Regions from separate parts of the Arachis hypogaea genome. Here region 1 is linked to region 2. The links are chromatin contacts, called in public Hi-C maps. All regions are on one chromosome and are shown on one strand. Each heading gives the region's core, a stretch centred on a gene start, on an enhancer-like site or on the middle of the called end of the contact. The rest is flanking DNA. Distances are from core to core; before and after follow the strand shown.

The links. Hi-C and Micro-C count contacts between places; a contact is called where the count stands out from the background.
Region 1: a Hi-C map of leaf shows a contact between it and region 2, with 8 times the contacts expected there. The contact joins the promoter of LOC112698754 here to the promoter of LOC112698673 in region 2. A contact is called at or near these places in 2 of 8 Hi-C or Micro-C datasets (both in leaf).

What each region holds. Positions count from the first base shown.
Region 1 is chr1:96,586,044-96,590,077 of arahy.Tifrunner.gnm2.J5K5, reverse strand. It overlaps LOC112698754 (PTI1-like tyrosine-protein kinase At3g15890), which reads left to right and starts at 1,967. Exons shown (of 3, transcript XM_025751659.3): 1 at 1,967-2,360; 2 at 2,454-2,604; 3 at 2,922-4,034. The coding sequence starts at 2,311. The coding sequence ends at 3,848.
Region 2 is chr1:96,450,201-96,454,594 of arahy.Tifrunner.gnm2.J5K5, reverse strand. LOC112698673 (pathogenesis-related protein PR-1) reads left to right here and starts at 2,426. Exons shown (of 1, transcript XM_025751654.3): 1 at 2,426-3,350. The coding sequence starts at 2,426. The coding sequence ends at 3,040. It overlaps LOC112698637 (CBL-interacting serine/threonine-protein kinase 21), which reads left to right. Exons shown (of 12, transcript XM_025751652.3): 6 at 11-64; 7 at 161-286; 8 at 564-689; 9 at 777-887; 10 at 979-1,098; 11 at 1,199-1,339; 12 at 1,426-3,350. The coding sequence ends at 1,527.

The sequences.
Region 1 (4,034 bases), core at 718-3,217, 140 kb before region 2:
ATTTAAATTTCGTCTTGTACATGCAATAATTTCTTAACTATACATTAAATTGAGATCTAATTTACGATAAATTAATTCTTAATATACTGAATTAGGAATATTACAGAAAAAAATCATGACCAAAATAATAAAAATGTGTGCCACTTCTGACCCACCCATGAAAAGATATTATTACCCACGACCAGATTCAGAAAATTTTAGTAGTGGGGCAAAATTTATATAACATAATCATAATTTTTATAATAAAAATAATATATGTATAAAAAAATTAAATATTAAATTATTTATTAATCACTATATATCTGTGTATAAATATATATATTGTTTAACTTATTTTTATTTTGTATTTTATATTTTAATAGATAATTTTTTTATGTATATATAGCACAATTATTGTTATGATTATATTTTATTATTGAAAAATATGATTAGGCTTCAAAATATCTAATATACAAATTAAAACACTAAAATAGTAATTTAAATAATAATACATAATTTAAAATTCTATTGTTTTAGGTTTTATATTTTTAAAAAAGTAAGTAATTTTTCTCTTAATACTACTATCAAAATTTTTCTCTTTCTATATATATTATTAAACAATTATTTAGAAATTCACTTCCCAACACAATTAGAAGCCGACTCTTATTGATATTCATAGTTAAAAAAGTTCTTTCAATTAATACAGTTGCTACGCAAAAATTAAAGCTAATTTGAAAAGAAGATAAATAATATTTCTTTGAGTTAATTTAAAAAAAAACTAATTTCATTTAAATACGAGAATTGATCGTTTTAACGAATATCTAATATAAAATTTTTAAATTGACGATTAAATACCAAAAGTTGAATAAAAAATTATTGTAGAATTAAATTTAATAATTTAATAAAAACAAATAAATATTATTATCATATACTATTTAAAAAAATTTTAAATTATAAAATTTCAAATTGTAGTGGGGTGTTTGCCCCTACACCTCTATACTTGGATCCATCCCTGCCCACCACTGACTACTAATTTGCATTGAGCAGCGTATATAGTATTCATCAGATGTTTCTAACAAGAAATTCAATGAGAAAGATGGGAGAGAGTATTCCCTAAAAATATTTGGAAATGAATAAAAAGTATGTAAAACATATATACGAATGTCATCTAGCAGTTTGGAATTGAATCGATTAAAAAATGGAATGTCAATATTTATTTCCTGCATATTTTCAAGATACATACTTGGGCACCGAGAATTCGTCCACTTGGCATAATAAGAGTTTCTGATTACTTTTCAAGAGTTTTGCCTCTAGGCAACTTGAGATCATCAGATATACGGATTTGAATTTTTTAAAGTTTAAATTTTACTCTAAAAAATAAAATATGATTTTATTATTAATTTCATAGGTGAGACAAAAAATAAATATAAAAAAAATTATTTAAAAATAAATAATCATACTTAATTTTTTAAATTAAAATTCAAATTTTAGAGAATTTAAAACTAAAGTTTATTGGTTATGGAGTCATATCATTCTTAGTCCTATGGTTATTATCACGTAAACTAAGTCAGGTGGCCACAATATTAAATAAGTTTTTTTTTTTTAAAAAAAAGAAAGAAAGAAAGAAAGTCGTCTCTTACCCAAACCAAGTACTACTATTTCTATTGAGAATATTTATAGTTTTTTCCCGCTTGGGGCGTATACCATTAAAACATTATTCAGTCAAACATAATTAACACGGGCAACTAATAAACTCGTTTATACAATAAAAAAAACTAATAATGCATTTATTAGTAAAGGGTTGGAAAAAGACTATTTTCATTTATTTATTTATAGCGCCTGATAAAGTTAGTTCCTTATACTATAAATTAATAACAAAGTCGTGGGAGAACGGCCGAAAATCAAAATTAAGGGAATAAACTTTGTTAATGATATAGAGACCTATTTGTTCATATATATATATATATATATATATATATATGATGTTAAATGCAAAGTATACGTATTTACGTAATAGTATTATTTTGAAGAGCCTTCGTTATTTAGTTGTTAATGCAAAGTTGAATTTTAAAAGGCAGAAGCCGGCCAAGGTCGATTCGGCCGGCGTTTACAAAAGATATATAATATAAAGTTATCTTTTTTTGGTAATATGGACTTGAATGAATTGTATTTGATATATAGAAAGAGAAAGGGCTGCATGTATGTGTATAGTACTCTCGAAAACAGTATATTCTATTTGCACACAACAAGCTTCATTCACTACACTAATTAATTAAGCACATACCTTTCTTAATTCATCGATCTCATAAGGTATAGTGCAAAGTAATTAGTATGGGATCCTCCCTGAGTTGCTGTGGCTCTGACAAAATTGAAGAAGCAGCGTATGTCTAATTTAATTTATTGTTGATTATTAGCTGTTAGAAAGAGAAATTTTACTTTTGGTGCGAAATAATTAATAATGTTGGTGGTTGCAGGCAAACAGCATTTGGTGCAGTTAACAATTCATGGAGAATATTCACGTACAAGGAGCTGCATGCAGCTACGAATGGATTCAGTGAGGACAATAAGCTTGGTGAAGGTGGATTTGGAAGCGTGTATTGGGGAAAAACAAGTGATGGTCATGAGGTAACTATATTTAATTTTGATATTTTATACGTGCATCCAATATCACATGACTATTTACTGCGTAAATAGTCATAAAAGAACCAGAAATATAACTATTTATATATTTGAAGAAGAGTGTTGAGATTCAGTAGATTTTGTGATTTGTAGTCATTAATTAACTATTAATAATGTTTTTAATAGTGTAAAATTTTATTTAATGATAAAAAATTACTCATTTATCTTTTACTATTGACCAAATTTTAATAAAAATACTGATATCCTACACTTTCTTCTGAATCTCTTGGCGTAAGATTTAATTTGAATGAAAGTGTTGGCAGATAGCGGTGAAGAAACTGAAGGCAATGAACTCGAAGGCAGAGATGGAATTTGCGGTAGAAGTAGAAGTACTGGGAAGGGTTAGGCACAAGAATTTGTTGGGACTGAGAGGGTACTGTGCAGGGAATGAAGAAAGGCTTATAGTGTACGATTACATGGCGAATCTGAGCCTTCTTTCTCATCTGCATGGGCAGTTTGCAAATGAAGTGCAACTGGATTGGAAAAGGAGAATGAAGATTGCAATTGGATCTGCAGAAGGAGTGTTGTATTTGCACCATGACGTCACACCACACATCATCCACAGAGACATCAAAGCAAGCAACGTTCTTCTCAACTCAGACTTCGAGCCGCTTGTTGCTGACTTCGGCTTCGCTAAGCTGATCCCTGAAGGGGTTAGCCACATGACTACCCGTGTTAAGGGCACTTTGGGATACTTGGCACCCGAATACGCCATGTGGGGAAAAGTCTCCGAGAGTTGCGATGTTTATAGCTTTGGGATTCTTCTCTTGGAGCTTGTAACTGGAAGAAAGCCAATTGAGAAGCTCCCTGGTGGGATTAAGAGAACCATAACCGAATGGGCTGAGCCATTCATAAGTAAATCAAGGTTCGGGGATCTTGTTGATCCTAAACTCAGAGGTAACTTTGATGAGAATCAGGTGAAGCAAGCCATTCATGTGGCTGCACTTTGCGTGCAGAGTGAGCCTGATAAGAGACCCAACATGAAGCAAGTGGTTAACCTTCTCAAAGGGTATGAACCCAATCATAACACTGTTTTGAACACTAGGCTTCACACTGTCAAATACACTGATACATTGATGCCACTTGATCATCATGGTGATGATGATCTTGATGATGATGCAACTAATAGCAGCGCCGGCTATGGTGTTTTTAGTGCCATTCAGGTCCAAAAGATGAACTTACCACCATAATAATCATGATCCTTTCAAGCTCACACTTGCATCAACAATATGATCAAACTTTTTAGAGTGAAAAGTCTATAAAGTAAAAATGTGAAGGTTGAATCAAAACATTGGGATTTACACCATAGAAACTCAGGTGCAGTCCACTTCACAAGAAGTTGATATCTGAGAGCCGTTAAATAATTTGACTTATTT
Region 2 (4,394 bases), core at 1,177-3,676:
ACATTAACAGCCTAATGATGTCTTAAACACACGGTGTGGCTCCCCATGTTATGTGGCACCTGAGGTATAAATGTAAAATATTTAAAGCTACATCTTCAACATAGAATTTAGTACTATTAAATATTTGATTCTATGACCCTTTTTACTTGTGATGTTGTAGTTGATACTGAGCAAGGGATATGATGGAGCTTCTGCTGATGTTTGGTCATGTGGGGTGATTCTTTTTGAATTACTTGCAGGCTTCTTACCATTTGATGATCACAATTTGATGAACTTATATGAGAAGGTATACTCAAAAGTGCAATAAATCTATACCATATCATAATTATGATAAAGAGTACACCTAATATGTGATTTGTAAAAAAGATATGCAGAGCAGCATACAAATGTCCACCATGGTTTACTCAAAGTCAAAAGAAACTAATTGCCAAAATATTTGTACCACGTCCTGGAAAGGTGGAAATTCTTCTAGGACTTTTACATTATGTGTTGTTATGCTTATTAATTAAGTGTAATTAATTAATGGATAATAATTCTTCAACTTCCTCTCTTGTTTCATCCAGAGGATAACTATTCCAGATATTATTGAAGATGAGTGGTTTCAAACAGATTATGAACCTGCTTGTGTATCTGAATGTGTTAAGAACATTAAGCTGGATGATTGTAATGTTGCATTTGATTCAGTTGAGGTAATAATTCCTTAAAAAACAGCAACTTCAAAAGAAAGTAACATAGATAAACTCACTCTTATTAATGATAACAATCTGTGCCTGTAGGAGAAAATCAGAGAATCAAAGATACCAAAGTCCTCAAGTTTCATTAATGCATTTCAACTAATAGCCATGTCACAGGACCTTGATCTTTCTGGCCTTTTTGAAGAAGAACAGGCATGTCTACAAATCTAAAAGAGGATTAATTTTCTATCTCTATGTTACATTCAATTATTACAGATGCTAATCTTTTCCAGTTTAATTTTAGGATCTCAAGAAGCAGAAGACAAGGTTTGGATCCAAACACACAATCAATGAAACAACAGAAAAAATTGAAGCTGCTGCAACAGATATGAGGTTGTCAGTAGAGAAAATAAACAACTTTAAGGTATAATTTGATTATTAATTAAATGTGTGTATGTAAATATGTACTTTTTTTCTAGAGTTTGGTACACCATATGGAATTAATTTCAATCTTAATATATCAGATAAAATTACACCCGAAACAGATGATGAATAGATGTTCTAGATCATACTTTGACCTATCAGCCCAGTTGATTGAAGTTGCTCCAACTCATTGTGTTGTAGAGATATCAAGATCTGCAGGAGATCTAAGAACATATACCAAAGTAAGAAAAATATTACTATAAGATGAATATGAAAGTTAATTTCATCAATTAGGTCACTGATTTTGATTTTGGTTATCACTTATCAGTTCTGTGAAAGTCTATCAAGTCTGCTGGAACAAAAATCTGGTTTGACATCATCACAGGAGCAAGAAGAATCTAAGGATGTTGCTGATTCAACGCATTTATGATAACTTTCAATTATCTATTTCAGCAATGAAGGGTTAGAGGATATAAATCTGCTTTAAGATTGACTTTATTCATTCAATGAAGTTATAGAATAAGTTCGCCAGGCTAAAGGGTTTGGCAATCAAGGATTATATCAAAGTCCAAAAGAATATGTAATTGTGATTATGTGAATGTGGAAATGTCATATTCACATAAATATTAAGCATGTTTTTCAAACAATGTTCTTGCCATTAAACAAAGTTCCAAGTAGCAAAAGACAAGAGTAGAACATTAAGTACCAATCTTCACATCATTATTTATTTACTTCAACATTGGTAGTTGTTACCTCGTTATTACAGTAATATAAGCATGCATGTGAACAACAGATATCACACTTGGTTGTTGTGACATGTGTAGATTTTATAGTTCTAGAACCTCCCATGGTGGGCACTCATGTCTCAGAGTATAGACAAGGGAAAACTCACGAGCACAACAGAGATCCCTTACTCACGGGGGAACTATCAACCATTAACCAACCATTCATCAATATTATTCAATCATCCTTATTCCTTCACAAGGGATAGTAATACTATAGTCTCTGCTAATATGCCAAAATTTTCCTACTCCACAAACCACAATAATGTGCCACATCTAAAGCTGAAAATGCCTTTTTATTTTAATATTAGAATACTAATCACTCACTAATCACATGACTTCATTATTGCTGATTCCCTTACACAACAACCCAGCTTAGATTCCAACCACACATTCATTTTCATTATTTCTAATGTCTAAGTATTTTATACTAATTAAGACACTCTCAACACTTAATTGGTTGGCCATTAACTCCATATATAAAGCAAGGTACATAGCTCAAAATTTGGTGCCAGACATACTAAAATTAACACAAAGTAATCCAATATGAAAATGAAACCCCATTTACTTCTCCTAATACTCTTGTTCCTCCTTGCCACCTTCACTACAAAAACTCTCTCATCTCCTTCTTCTTCATTAGTTTCTCGACTCAATCATCAACTAAGCCAGAAGAAAACAAGACCAAGCAACGAAACCATATACAAGGTATCAAAGCAACTATGCTGGGGGTGCATAGCAGAGTCACTAGAGTTCTTGTTCAGGCACAACCTGGTCCGAGCAACGAAATGGGAACTGCCACTGATGTGGGACTTCCAGCTTGAGCAATATGCAAGGTGGTGGGGCAGCCAGAGGAAACAAGATTGCAAGCTTGAACACTCATTCCCGGAGAACGATTTCAAGCTTGGGGAGAACATATTCTGGGGAAGTGGCTCTGATTGGACCCCAACCGATGCAGTGAAAGCTTGGGCTGATGAAGAGAAGTACTACACTTATGCAACCAATTCTTGTGAAGAAGGACAGATGTGTGGCCATTACACTCAGATTGTGTGGAAGACCACCAGAAAAATTGGTTGTGCTAGAGTTGTGTGCGATTCTGGTGATGTTTTCATGACTTGTAACTATGATCCTGTGGGAAATTATGTTGGGGAACGACCCTATTAAATTATATCAAATATATGGTATACTATAGTATATATTTGTGTATGCATTATGCAGTGGTTATTAATTATTATGCATGTTAGCGTGAATAGATAATATATGAAAACTATAAAGTACATAGGTGGTGGAATTGGCCTTTAATTATTTATTTATTAGTGTTTGAGATGAGACAATTATGTTAAGTGGTAAGTGAAGGGGTATCGTTAGTTGTTGGGGATCAGTTGCATGTCGTTACGACTTGTTTAAGTCAAGCTTGAAATAAAGTAATTAATAAACTATTAAATTGCCAGCTTAGTTGGCTTGCATTGCCCTATTTTTCAGTTTTAACTACTTTTTTTTATGTTAGGTTAACCTGCTCAAAACTCGTTCATTATTGATCATAATCCTAAGATCAGTCCAATAAGAACTTTTTTCTTTTTTCTTTTTATTAATATTTTTTTAAATAATCTATAAAAATGTAAATTCTCAAGAATTTATTTAACCTTCTTCTCTCTTTAATTATTTATAATGGTAGTAGTTTCAATATTAGTGGTTCATAGGTTTTTCAAATGTTAAATCCAATCGATAACTAATTAGTACGAGAGAGAGGCCAATGTGAACTTACTTTTGGGTGTAAGCAAGGGTCAAAAGTTGTTACTGACATTATATCTACTCTACTAGTAGACTTATTACTACACAGGCAAAATAACATTTTTTTTTTAATTTTTGGTCTTGAGTCAAAATAACTATTTTAGTATTTTACAACTGTAAGCAATCTTACCCTCCGAAAAGTTTCTATGCGTTGCCCAATTCAAGATCATCTTAATTCGGTTGCAGTAGTTGAGTATGTCCATACTCTGATCTGAAGGCTCTGCAAACATATCTGCCTACTCTGATTCAATCTAGTTAGAAATTAAATTTGAAAACAAAATACAACCAACCACCTCGTGGATTAATCAATTATAATTGTTTAAAATTCACTAATGTCTCCTAGTAATAAATGCTTTATATTCATCTTTGTTGTTTCAGTTTAGCTGATATATATTTTAATGTCACATATTAAATTACTAGTAATTCTTTTTAATAAATACATATTAAAATATTTTTAAAATTTAAATTTTATATATTATTATAAAAGAATTTTTAAGGATAATTTCAATATATATCTTTAAAATACTTGTTAACTAAATTATTTAATAAATATATATTAAAAACTAAATATTGAACATTTTTTTATAAAAATATTTTTATTTTGATTATTTTAAAATATATAATTATAATTATAACTAAGTTATATTATATACTTATAGCTGTTGTTTTTTTAAGAAAGTGAAATAAATCTCCATAGTAGTCTATGAGATTCGCCTGAATATTTAAT